Regions from separate parts of the Mus musculus genome. Here region 1 is linked to region 2. A link is a contact called in public Micro-C data. All regions are on one chromosome and are shown on one strand. The core of a region is the stretch at or near the end of the contact, and the rest is flanking DNA. Distances in the headings are between cores, read along the strand shown.

Region 1 (5,351 bases), core at 2,743-5,242, 130 kb after region 2:
ACCAGATTGCCATTGTCAGCTAGGCGTCTTCCTGTCCCTGTCCCTGGTCCCTGCATTGCAGGAGAGTCATGAGCGTCATCTGCCAATGTCACTTTTGCATTTGGCTCTGGGTTGGAATCTGCTAATTAGAGGTTCTCGCAGGACAAGGGATGCAGAAGTGGAGTCAGCACCCTGGTTGGCAGCTGTGAGCAGCTGCTTGGGCATATGATGTGCATGCAATTCACTTCAGCTTCTGGGCAACCTCCTGAGAATCACCTGTTTAGCGATTGCAAGCAGCTGAGACTGTCAGCAACTTTCCTGACTTTGTGGAAGAGGCAGCAGTTTCTATTGCTCCCTCAGCCATTGTTACCATGGTTTAAGCTTCCAACTACCCATATTAAAACCTTTTCCACTGGCACACAGAAGTGTCTCTTTGATGCCTGACTGATAGAACAGTGCCAACCACACAGACCTCTCCACTCCTGTGATGATTGTCATAGTAGTGATGGGGGTGACCACTGGGTGAGCGCTCTTAGCAAACGCATTAAAAGATTGCGCCAGCAGCTTCCAGCTCCATGGCCAGAGACCCTTGCTGGACTGTAACAGCTATTCCTGGTGGACAGGACAAAGATGGCTACTTTTTACGTCCTGTAACCTTCCATTTGCTAGAGCTCAGTGTGACTGAGGAATTGAAGAACACAACCCTAAGATCTAAGGCTCAGGGAGCATGGTGGAAGAGGAGGTAGAAAGACTATAAGAGGCAGAGGACCAGGTCATTTGCTGTGAGATACTGTCTTCTGTGTATGTCAGGGAGCTGCACCTGGGACATCTTAACGCTGTGGTCTCCTAAGAAGACTTACGTAAGGACAGTACCAGCATGGATGGGGAGATCTCACAGAGCCCATTCCTTGATGAAGAGTTACAGGCAAGTAATGGTTGCTGAGGGGGGTGGGGGATCAGTGTTCTCCAGGAATGAGCCCCCTGATAGGTCACTGAATCCCAAGGGATCAGCTCTAAACACACAAGCAACACTACATGGGCTCAGCAGACTCCATTCATATATACATATGTGTATACATACATGTGTGCTCTGTATGTGTGACAAAAATAACTAAAGAAGAAAAGGATGAGAGAATGCACAGACATCGGAGGAGTCAGAACAAGAAGAGAGGGTGGAAATGAGGAAATACAGTACGCACATATGAAATACAGAATGGCTGTCTAGCTGAGAGTGGGGAAGGCTCACAAAACCCTACCAATAGTGGGGAACCAATGATAGCTGATGGTTTCTGGGGAAAGGAGAAGTGAATGAAAAAAAGAAAAAGAATATGGTTGGTCCTAGGTATGGAGGAGGAGAAAGTTCATTATAGAGATACCGGAGAGCAGAGAGGCAGTGACACTTAGGAGAGTCTAGAATGGACATGACCAGACTGAACTGAGCTGTGTGGGGAGGGATCAAAGGAGGAGGGAGAGCTGGGGAATCAGTAGCAGCCCGGGAGGGTGGGGTGGTGTCAAAGGTACCAAGTGGGTGGGTAGCCAAAATGGTTGGATTATATCCGGAAGAGCATCTGGGGGAAGGGCAGCCCACTCCCTGGGCTGGAGAAGTTTAAAGTATGGGACAAGGCATACCAGCCACACCCTGTAACAGGTAGGGACTGAGGGATGCTGGGAGAACTTGGTGGCCAGGTCTGTTTTGATATCTTAAAAAGGCACCTCAGCCATTTGTCCCAGGTTTGAAACCTAACAGAGTCTAAGTTTTCTTTAAGAGTGGTCCTTGGCAGGTCTACCACTATCTAGTTGATGGCTCCACACCAATGATTATATGGGCAATGCAAATTTCTCTCTGTGATTTATAAAAAGAAAATGAGAACATGAAATTAGGAGGGGTGGGACTGGAGGGTGCATCTGGGGGAGCTAAGGAAGGACTGTGTGTGTGGAGGGGGTTGAAGCTGGTAAATATATTGTATGGATGTGTAACATTCTCAAATAATAAAAAATGTAAAATTCTACATATTTATCTTTATAATCACAGATGAGTGTAGTCCTCAACCCTCATCAAGAAAACTCTTTGCAACAGATGGAGACCATTGCAGAAAACCAAAGCCAATCAAAATGCAGAGCAGTGAAGCCCAGGCCTAATGGATACATCTATAAACTGGATCTGAGGCTCAGGAAACAAAGCAGAGCAGAGGCAGAAAGACAGTAAGAGCCGTGGGATCATGGAGTAAGACAGTAAGAGCCGTGGGATCATGGAGTTAACTGTGAGATCATGTGTCCGAGTAATGTCAAATGTTATACCCATAAAGTCTCACCAGCATGCTGCCAAACATGCTGCCAAACATGAGCTGAACAAAAACACCAGCACCAGACATGCTAAAGGAGATGGGGGTGGGGGGAAGCCCACAGGGTCTCAACTATAGACCAAGAGCTACAGACATTAGGAATGCGGTGAGCAGGAGAAATGGTCTAAGCTTGGGGAAAAGAGGACACCAATCAGTTGTCCAAGACCAAATGGTCAGCCCTGAAAACATACATACAAGTACCATTATTCAGATTGGGAAGGCTATCCTTTGGAATATATATGTGCAAATACATATAGATCCTCGTGTAACAACAATTAATGACAAAAGAGGCCAGGAATTTAAAGGAGAGCATGTAAAGGTTATGGGAGAGTTTGGAGGAAAGAAAGGGCAGGAGAAAGGGATGAGATTGTATTATAATCTCAAAAATAAAATCAATAATTAAAAAAATGAAAAGGAATGGCTGGTTAAATGCATGGCCTGGCTGTAGATGATGGTTGATACTAATTGGTGCAAGTGTCACTGACTGACATTAAGTGAGAGGGACAGATGTCCTTCTGTCTTTGGGCCATCTGGGGACAGCACAGAAGAGAGTACATGGGTCACACGACGGACTCTTGTCCATCTCTGCAGACTCCTATTTCTCCAGTGTTTAGCAGAATATTGAGATAAGAATGACTTAAGGAAGTTGGCCATTTAAACCAAAGGGAGCTAAGGACAATGTGGATGTCAGTGGAGTGCATACAAATCTGTGATGGGGAGCAAGCACTGTAGCCAACAATGCTGGTTCTCATTTCCCATCAGTGTTCAATATTTCCGCAAACAGTAGTTTGTGGCAAGTCCCCACCAGGGGCTTTGTCTGGCCAGAAGACACTCATCTTGAGAGGACAGAAAGCCAAGGGATTCTTTAATAAATTAACAGCGTGAGTGTTTGAACACCTCCACGTAGAAAAGGCACTGTGGTTCCACAAAGACTTAAAAACAGAATTACCATATAATCTAGTAACTCATTGTACTAGACCACAGTCGATCCCTGAAGGGAGTTAGGGCAGGAACACAAGTTAGTGGCTGCAGGAGCAGATGCAGAGGCTGTGAAGATGTGCTGCTTACTGGCTGTCTCCCCAGGTATGGCTCAGCACACACACACACAAACACACACACACACACATATATATATATCTCCCCACAGGATTGCTCACAGGCATTTTCTCAATTCAGATTCTCTCTTCCCACATATCTCTAGGTTTGTGTGTTAAGTTGACAAAACCCAACATAGACATGTCGCATTTCTGAGGCATAGCTCATGAGAAATACTCAGAGGGCACAGAAGTTACAATTATCAGATTTAGCAAATACAGGACCCCCCCCCCCCCACCGCCAAGAAATTAGAATTTCAGGTGAATGACAAGTATTTCCTATTCTATCCCACCTCTCCTCACTCAGCAACTAAAAGAAATTGTTTGTAATCTGTATCTATTTGATAAAGATTTATATATACACTATTCAAAGGATTCTTAAAACTTTGGTGGTAAGAAAACAACCAGATTAAAAATGTACTAGAGATCTAAGCAGACCTCACCAAAGGAGATATGCAAATGATAAACAAGCATGTTTAGAGGTTTTCTAGTCTTTTCCTCACCAGGGAAATGCAAGACAAGAGGATGGAGGGACAGCACAACACACCTATTGGAAAGGCCAAACCCAAAATTCCTGGCTGCAGCTAATGTTAGTAGGCTGTGGAACAACAACAGGAGTGGCTGTTCCCTGCTGCTGGGAAAGCACAATGCACAGAATTCTGAAAGAGAATTTGATGGCTCTTTGCAAAACTAAGCAGGTTTTTTGCATATGTGTGAGCAGTGGGCGTTCATCCTCACTCATCATGACTGTTTGAGTAGGTAGGGGAGTAAACTATGGGGTATCCAGACAACGGAATAATATTATTTGCTTAAGGAAGTTTGATAGTAGTATTTGTGTGTTTATTTGTCAGTGGTGGGGATTGAACCCGGGGCTGCACACTCATAGATTGCCTTGGTAGTGAGACAGGATTCCAAAGAGGAAAACCTTGTACAGTCATCCTACAAAGGAATGACAGCTGAGACAGCCTGTCTTGCCTTAAGCAAAGAACTTCTGGAAGGAGAAGCTTCAGGAGAGAAACTGCAACATCTCCCCTCTTTCTAAGCCCTTCACTCTGCTCCTACACAGGGTCACAGTCAGCTTTTCCCCTTGGCAGAGCCCTCAATTTCCCACAGGAGAGAGGCTGACCCTTGCTTGTTGTGTGTGCTAATAAACACAGTCCCATCTGTTGAAGGTCAGACACCTGTCTCTTTCTGCCTTCTGTCTCTTTACCCTGCCTCAGAAATCAAGTGCTCAAACACTGGGCTGCATCACCATCTTAGACAAAGGAATGTTATTTACTGCTCAAAAAATTAAAGTTATTCTCCATGAAAATCCACGGAGAAAGACTGATGGCGTGTGATTGAGTGAAGGAAGCCATTCTGGAAATGACACTGTGATTCTAAGGGTGTCACATCCTGGGATAGCAAAACTATGGTGACAGTGAAGCTGACCAGTGGGTGGGTATGGAATGCTGTGGTAAAGGGAGGGATGAGCGGGGGAGGTAAAGAGGATTTTAGGGCAATGAAATTGCTCTGTATGATAGTTTAGACAAAGACATGCCACTATATCACAGTTATTCAAATGGCACAACTCTCAGCAGTGGGCCCTGCTGTAAACCATGGACATCCAGGCTTATGTGTTAACTCCACCAGATGAAAATAAGACCATCACCATATTTTTTGAGCCAAGTTTGAAGCAAACTTTATCAAATAAAGTCAGGATACTGGCTAGGTCAGTACCCAAGACTCAAGATTCCCAGAGACGGCTCACAAATCAAGTTAGTCAGATGTTCATAAAGGCAACCCCCACCAGGCCACATGTTTCCTATCTTTGTCCAGTACTAGCACACACCCTGATGTACTTCCTGCCTCCATAGCTCCCACCTACATGGGACCAAGCACTCTCTGAGCAGCTGGGGCAACCAACCTTGTTTACAGAAGAGAAAACACTTGACTT
Region 2 (5,910 bases), core at 2,480-4,979:
CAGAGGGGTCCTGCAATCAAGAGCCAAGAAGGACACTACTCTGCCCGCCTCCCCAGCCGTCATCCTTACCAGTCTCAAGTCTTTGCAGTAGAGTTTGGTGAACCACTGGTTGTAGGCCAGGGCGGCCACCATGAGGGCCAGATCTCTGGGGATATCCGATAGGACAAGAAAAGATGAACCGGTGGCCAGGGCAAGAATGAAGAGTCTAAGGATGGGATGGCTGGGCTGGGGAAAGCTAGATGGGTGGGTGGAGGTGAGCTAGGTGGTAGGAGTTCAGGGGCAGAGCAAGGGCTGTGTGTAGGACCAGAGGAGGAACCCTGAGAGGGACAAGCCATGTCTGGGGATTTGGGGGTTAAGTTTCTGCCCATCTGCTTACCGGCTCTCCAAGTGGCTGAAATCCAAAAGATTGAACTCTCGGTTATCCTCAGCATGGTAGATGGTGTCCACATCCTTGGAGAGGTGGAAGTGGCTCACATTTGCCTCAACCCCCTCCCCGACCCCCTCCCCGAGGACCCCACCTATCCCTGCCAAGTCCCTGCCCAACGCACCCATTGCACCTCCTCTCGGCAGTGGAGTCCATTGTAGTCACACAGGGCAGCGTAGGTCTCAGAGAAGCCACCTGTAGGGCAGGAGATGGGTGGCTGCCATGTTGGTGAGGGGGATGGGAAATCGTCTTGGGCTTCAAGGTACAGTCAAGGTCATTGCATGTGCTAATGTCTGAGCATCCTTCCATGCCATAAACCTCTCATGGTCCAGGAGGCTGACGTCCTCAGGACGGGCAAAGGCCCCTCAGGCAAAATCCATGCCCAGAGGGTTCTGGATATGGGGCAAGATGCTCCAAGACCCATGCTTTCATGTCTGCCCCTGCTTACCACACACACTGTGAGTGGTAGATGTGGAAGTTTCCGAGTTGGGAGATGTGTCTCGGGGTCCCTCTGGGGTGTCCGCATTTCCACGCCGGATCAAACACCTGGAATATGAATAAGTCGTCCCAGAGAAAGGTGGAAAGAGACTCTCAGTGCTTCCTGCATCACGGTGTTTGAGTCTCCAGGGAAGAGCAGAGAGAGCAAGCATTCTCGTTCCAGGAGACCAGATCAACAGGAAGGAGAAATCTACCTTTAGTCTAATCCTTTGGGAGACCCCTTGTCTGCCACTCACCCAGGGCCAGGGCAGACCTTGGAGAGGGCAGAGCTCACATGCCGTGTCACCTGGTCCACACTCTCGGCGGATGGCAGCCGCATGCTCACCGTGCCACGCTCAGTCTCCACCAGGATCTGAGGGGAAGGGATCAGTAGAGCCTCAGACGGCCGTTCCTTCTTCCAGGCGGCCCAGCGGTGGTGGCCTGGGACCCGGTACTCACCTGATTCTGACTGAGTGTGTTGAAGGCACGGATCTCCAGGACATTGAATGAGCTTTCCACCTGGTGGGGAGGGGTGGGGAGGATGCTCAGCTCCTGGTAAGGGCCTGTTACTAGACTTGAAGGGAGTATGCCAGGCAAGCCCTCTCCACCCCCGGAGCCTGACTTACCTTAGCTGGAACTTTAAGGGGAAAAAGGTGGAGACGCCAGGAAGTCAGGGCCTGCAGAGCAGAACATGAACAGCTTAGTGTAGCCTCTTGGGACATAGGGCCTTTGTTGTCTTTTAGCTCCTCAGCTTGGTCCCAAGATACCTTACCCCCTGCATTTCTCCTGCTCACCTTCAGACCCTGAACACTAACCCAGCCTGGTTCTGCCCTCTCCCTTAGGTTTTGTCTCCTCAGCACCACCCCAGCTGATTCTCTTGCCCACCTCCCTTGCCTGTCTCCTCTCCTCCCCCGGGACCGATGCTCTCACCAGCACTCTGTCTTCGAACTTCTTGGGTTTTGTCTCCAGTTTCACACGATGTTGCTGGAGCACAGCCCCCTGGCTCAGGCACCTCCGGATGCTGTCTGCAGATGGGTAGGACCTGCTCAGAACTTTCTCTTACCCCTACCACCCTGACTCCGCTCTCCAGAGAGAGAGACAGATGAGAGGAGAGAAACAGAGACACGTACGTACTAGACAGGGAGGTATGTATGGAGCAGAGATGGTCCTTTTTTTGGTGACTTTGTTATGGGAGGAAAGTAGGGAGAAAACTCTGGCTCCTGGTGTCCCTGAGTCAGGGGACAGTTGCTGAGTGGCACTGTCTGTGGGAACACGTGTCTTACACTTCTGAAGGTGTGAAGGATTTTCCCACCCACCCGTGCACTATAGTAACCATCAACACATATGCAGTGAGTCTCTCTCTCTCTCTCTCTCTCTCTCTCTCTCTCTCTCTCTCTCCCTCCCTCTCCCCCCTCTCTGTAGGGGTTTGGGAGTCCAGGATAGGAATGTTCCTTGACTGTACCCTAGGTGCTCTGGGGTATGAGAATCTGTTTTTTATTATGGCTGCATGCCTGTCTTCTGATGATGGCAGGGAACCGAGTATGGCATTTGTGGGGATAGGAAAGTGTGAATGAGTGCTGGCTTGCATATGAAAGGGGACCGGTGCCAGACAGTTCTTGTGAGGAGGGTGGGGTGAGAGAAGGGTTTAATGTTCCAGTGAGCCCATATCCGTTTTCTGACAGACCCATCCAAGTATTATGTGTGTGTGGTGTGTGTGTGTGTGTGTGTGTGTGTGTGTGTGTGTGTGTGTGTGGTGTGGTGTGGTGTGCATAGATGTGTGCAGTTTCTGTAAGGTGTGTGTACAAACATCTCGTGACTGTGCATGTGTAGGTGTCAGAGATCTCCAGAGTGCAATAGAGCTCTGAGTATCCTTGAGCGTCCTGCTTTCTGCATGGGCTAGCCTGTGCTCCTACCTTTGAGGATCAGGGTTGTGGCAGGGCTGGAGGGTCTGGGGGGGGGTGTAATTAGAGGAAAAACATCTGGGAATCACTGGTCCAGAGAGCTCTTGAGATGTGTGTGGATGGTGGGTGAGGAGAAGGGGGCAGGCTGGGACGGGGGCTGTTGGAAATGAGCCGCAGAAACCTAGCTTTTGGTTTTAGCTTCAGTCGGGGCCTCTGCCTGGACTCCCCTCCTATGCCCCACTGGCCTAGGCGCTAGGGGCCTCTCTAGGGCCAGTTCCGGGGCGGGGCCGGGAGGAGGGAGGGTGTTGAGATAAGCAGCAGTCAGGACCAGGGGCAGCTCCCAACGCCTGGCCCCGCCCGGCGAGGGTGGGAGAAAGCTGGGACTCTCCGGAGGGAAGACTGGATGCTTTGCAGAGGGGTGGGTCAAGAACGCTGAGAATCAGCCCCCAAGAGCGCCAGGGAACTGCTCCTGTCACCAAAGAGCGGGACGGGCGGCTCCGGGACAGGAAGGTTCTGATAGGGTGAGGCGAGTGGGGCAGAGAAGGATGCTCCACGGAAAGCAAAGCTGGGTCTAGAGATTCAGAGGAAGGGACTGCCTAAGAGCGAGGGATGCGTGAGGGGGCGGGAGGCGCCGGGCTGGGGTGTACCGCAGGAAAGCACTGGGTCTCGATGCTCGCGGACCCGGTGTCCGGAGATGAAGGCAACCTCGTACCTTGCAGCTCGCGGGTGAGCTCCACGCTGGCCTTGGCCATGGCGGCCGCCGCTGCTGCTGCCGCCGCCGCCGCTGCTGCTGCAGAGGAGCCGCCGCCGCCGCCGCCTCCCGAGAGGCGCCGCACATGCTAGTCCCGGCTCCGGCAGGGCCCGGCGCTGAGCGCTGCAGTAGCGGCGGAGCCCGCTCCCGTCAGGGGCGGCTGCGCGAGCGCTCCTCCCCCCCGGCTACTGAGCTCTGGGTCTCCCGCCCCTCCCGGAGAGTTGGCCAATGGAGCATGCGCGCTGAGCTTCCGAGCCGCGTGAGACCCCGCGCGCGCTCGCGACGACCCCTCCCGCGGACTACCTCGTGAGAAGCCCGGAGCGCGGCGCCTGGTGTCCGAGCTATCTCAGGGGCGGGGTGCAGCGTTTCTACTGGCGTGCCACCCACGCCTCGGCCACCCGAAGCAGAATTCTTCAATTTCTTTGTTTATGTGCTTCGGTACCCCTCCCCGGGTCATTCTTGTATGGCCCCGCCCTCCCACTCCTTCCAGCTCAGGAACGGTCCAGCTCGTCCTTGCTGACCCTGGAGGGAACTCTGAATCAAGGACGATGCTGCAAAAAGACCTGTCCGAACGTGCGGGAGGGAGTTAGTTCTTCTTCTTCTTCTTCTTTTTTTTTTTTTTTTTTTTTTTTTTTTTGCTCGCTAGTCTAGTCTCGGGGATCCCCGTGGCGTCCTTGGCACCGTCCCTGGGGGTGTGAGGCTAAGAGTAGCACCTGGGAGTTCCCGAGCTACCTCCCCCAACAGCTGGCAAGCAGCTCCGTGGCAGGCAGACGTAACCACCCTTGAGCGGCAAGCTCAGGCCTTGGAGATAGGGAGGAGGGCTAGGGAGAATTCAGAGATCCAGCACTGCTTAGACTTCTCAGATACACTAAGCACCTCACATTGAGAAATAAACACGCACTGATTCAGAGCAACGCGATCATCTTCATTTTATTTGTACCTTATACGTAAATTGTTAATTTCTATCTCTGTTCAGGTCTGTCCCTTCTATCTCTCCTCAAAGTGTCCAGAGGCGAGGATGAGAGGGATTTGATCTTCACTAAAGTAGCCACAGTCTTCTCAGCAAGCCCTTTTCCCACTACCTATCCCCCAGCTTCCCGCCCCCTCCCCAAAGCCGTTTTCAAGGCCATAGCAACAGCAAGGATGCTCATCTGACCACACTTCGACCACAGGGAAAGCAGGAACTTATCACTGGGCAGAACTGATTTTGTGAGGTGAACAAGATGTTAGGTGGTGGCAACGAAGGGCGACAGAGGCAAGGTGGACTGAGCCCGCCCCACACACCTGCCCTGGTAGGCTGTTTCTGGGTCCTCAGAGGCGAGAAGGGGTTCCTCCCCCCACTACTACGGTCTCTCCATTGATGTAACTGGCGTCTTCAGAGCATAAGAAGGAAACTATGCCAGCACAATCCTCTGGCTTGCCTAGCCTGGGAAACAGGAGACAAGGAGAAAGCAATTGTCAAATAGGTTAGCTAGCCTCTCTCATCTGGTTCACAGGACATGAAATTTGCTTAAGAATTATCAGGTGGGAGCTGGTGAGAAGGCTCAGCAGTTAGGAGCATTGGCCAGCTGCTTTCCAAAGGACCCAGGTTTAAGTTTCAGGACACACACACACACACACACACACACACACACACACACACACACACACACACACACACACGGCAGTTCACAACGGTCCAAAACTCCAATTCCAGGGGTGTGTGATGCCTTCTTCTGCCCTACAGGGACAGGAGCACCAGGATCATGTGTGGCACACAGACACGCATGTAGGCAAAACACCCATATGTATTTTAAAAATTGAAAAAAAAATTAGGTGATTTTTCTCAGAACCAGTGTACAACCTTTTTTTTTTTTGCCTATTAAATAGGGTGATTATGATTAGGTGCTTATAATTTATAGATGCATAAATACTGTATCTTGCAAAACCATGTTATATTTAAATATAGAAACACTGTTTTTAGATACCAGAATGCAAAGTCAGGCCGATAAAATGGTGAACAATTATTTGATGTTTCAAAAGAAATGATTTCAACATGTAAATATGCTATTTGAGTGTCAGAGAGTCGGTGCTGATAGGAAACGGCATGACCGAGGCGTTTCATTTGTACGGGTTCAGTGTAAAGATCCTCTTCAGCAATCTATTTTTTGTCCTCTTATCAACACATTTGTTTTATAAGGATGTGCTAAATCACACAGTTTGTACCGTGGTTCTGTATGTTCTAGGGGTGTCAGCGTGAGGGACAGAAAGGCCTAGTGTTTCTCCAACCTCTCTGCACAGTGTAGTCACCCGGAAGGGTTAATAAAAAGAAAAGGTAAAAGATGTATAAATTCTACCATGGGTCAGTTAAAGAGGAG

The links. Hi-C and Micro-C count contacts between places; a contact is called where the count stands out from the background.
Region 1: a contact with region 2 is called in a Micro-C map of embryonic stem cells, with 2.4 times the contacts expected there. The contact joins the enhancer-like site here to the promoter of Carmil3 in region 2. A contact is called at or near these places in 1 of 39 promoter capture datasets (hippocampal neurons), 1 of 484 Hi-C or Micro-C datasets (embryonic stem cells) and 2 of 9 other capture datasets (adipose tissue and liver).

Annotation. Positions count from the first base shown.
Region 1 is chr14:55,357,337-55,362,687 of GRCm38.p6, reverse strand. No RefSeq gene overlaps it. Among named protein-coding and RNA genes, the nearest start is that of Gm52145, 79 kb to the left of the region's middle. Within about 2 kb of position 3,992, at least 7 of the 459 cell types and tissues checked have an H3K27ac peak or open chromatin away from gene starts, as enhancers often do. A contact at or near this core is called in embryonic stem cells, where this site is marked.
Region 2 is chr14:55,488,888-55,494,797 of GRCm38.p6, reverse strand. Carmil3 (capping protein regulator and myosin 1 linker 3) reads right to left here and starts at 3,729. Exons shown (of 40, transcript NM_001374104.1): 1 at 3,515-3,729; 2 at 1,832-1,926; 3 at 1,528-1,578; 4 at 1,361-1,420; 5 at 1,159-1,274; 6 at 873-970; 7 at 549-619; 8 at 377-450; 9 at 70-145. The coding sequence starts at 3,554. It overlaps Dhrs4 (dehydrogenase/reductase (SDR family) member 4), which reads right to left. Exons shown (of 8, transcript NM_001037938.2): 8 at 4,458-4,979. The coding sequence ends at 4,865.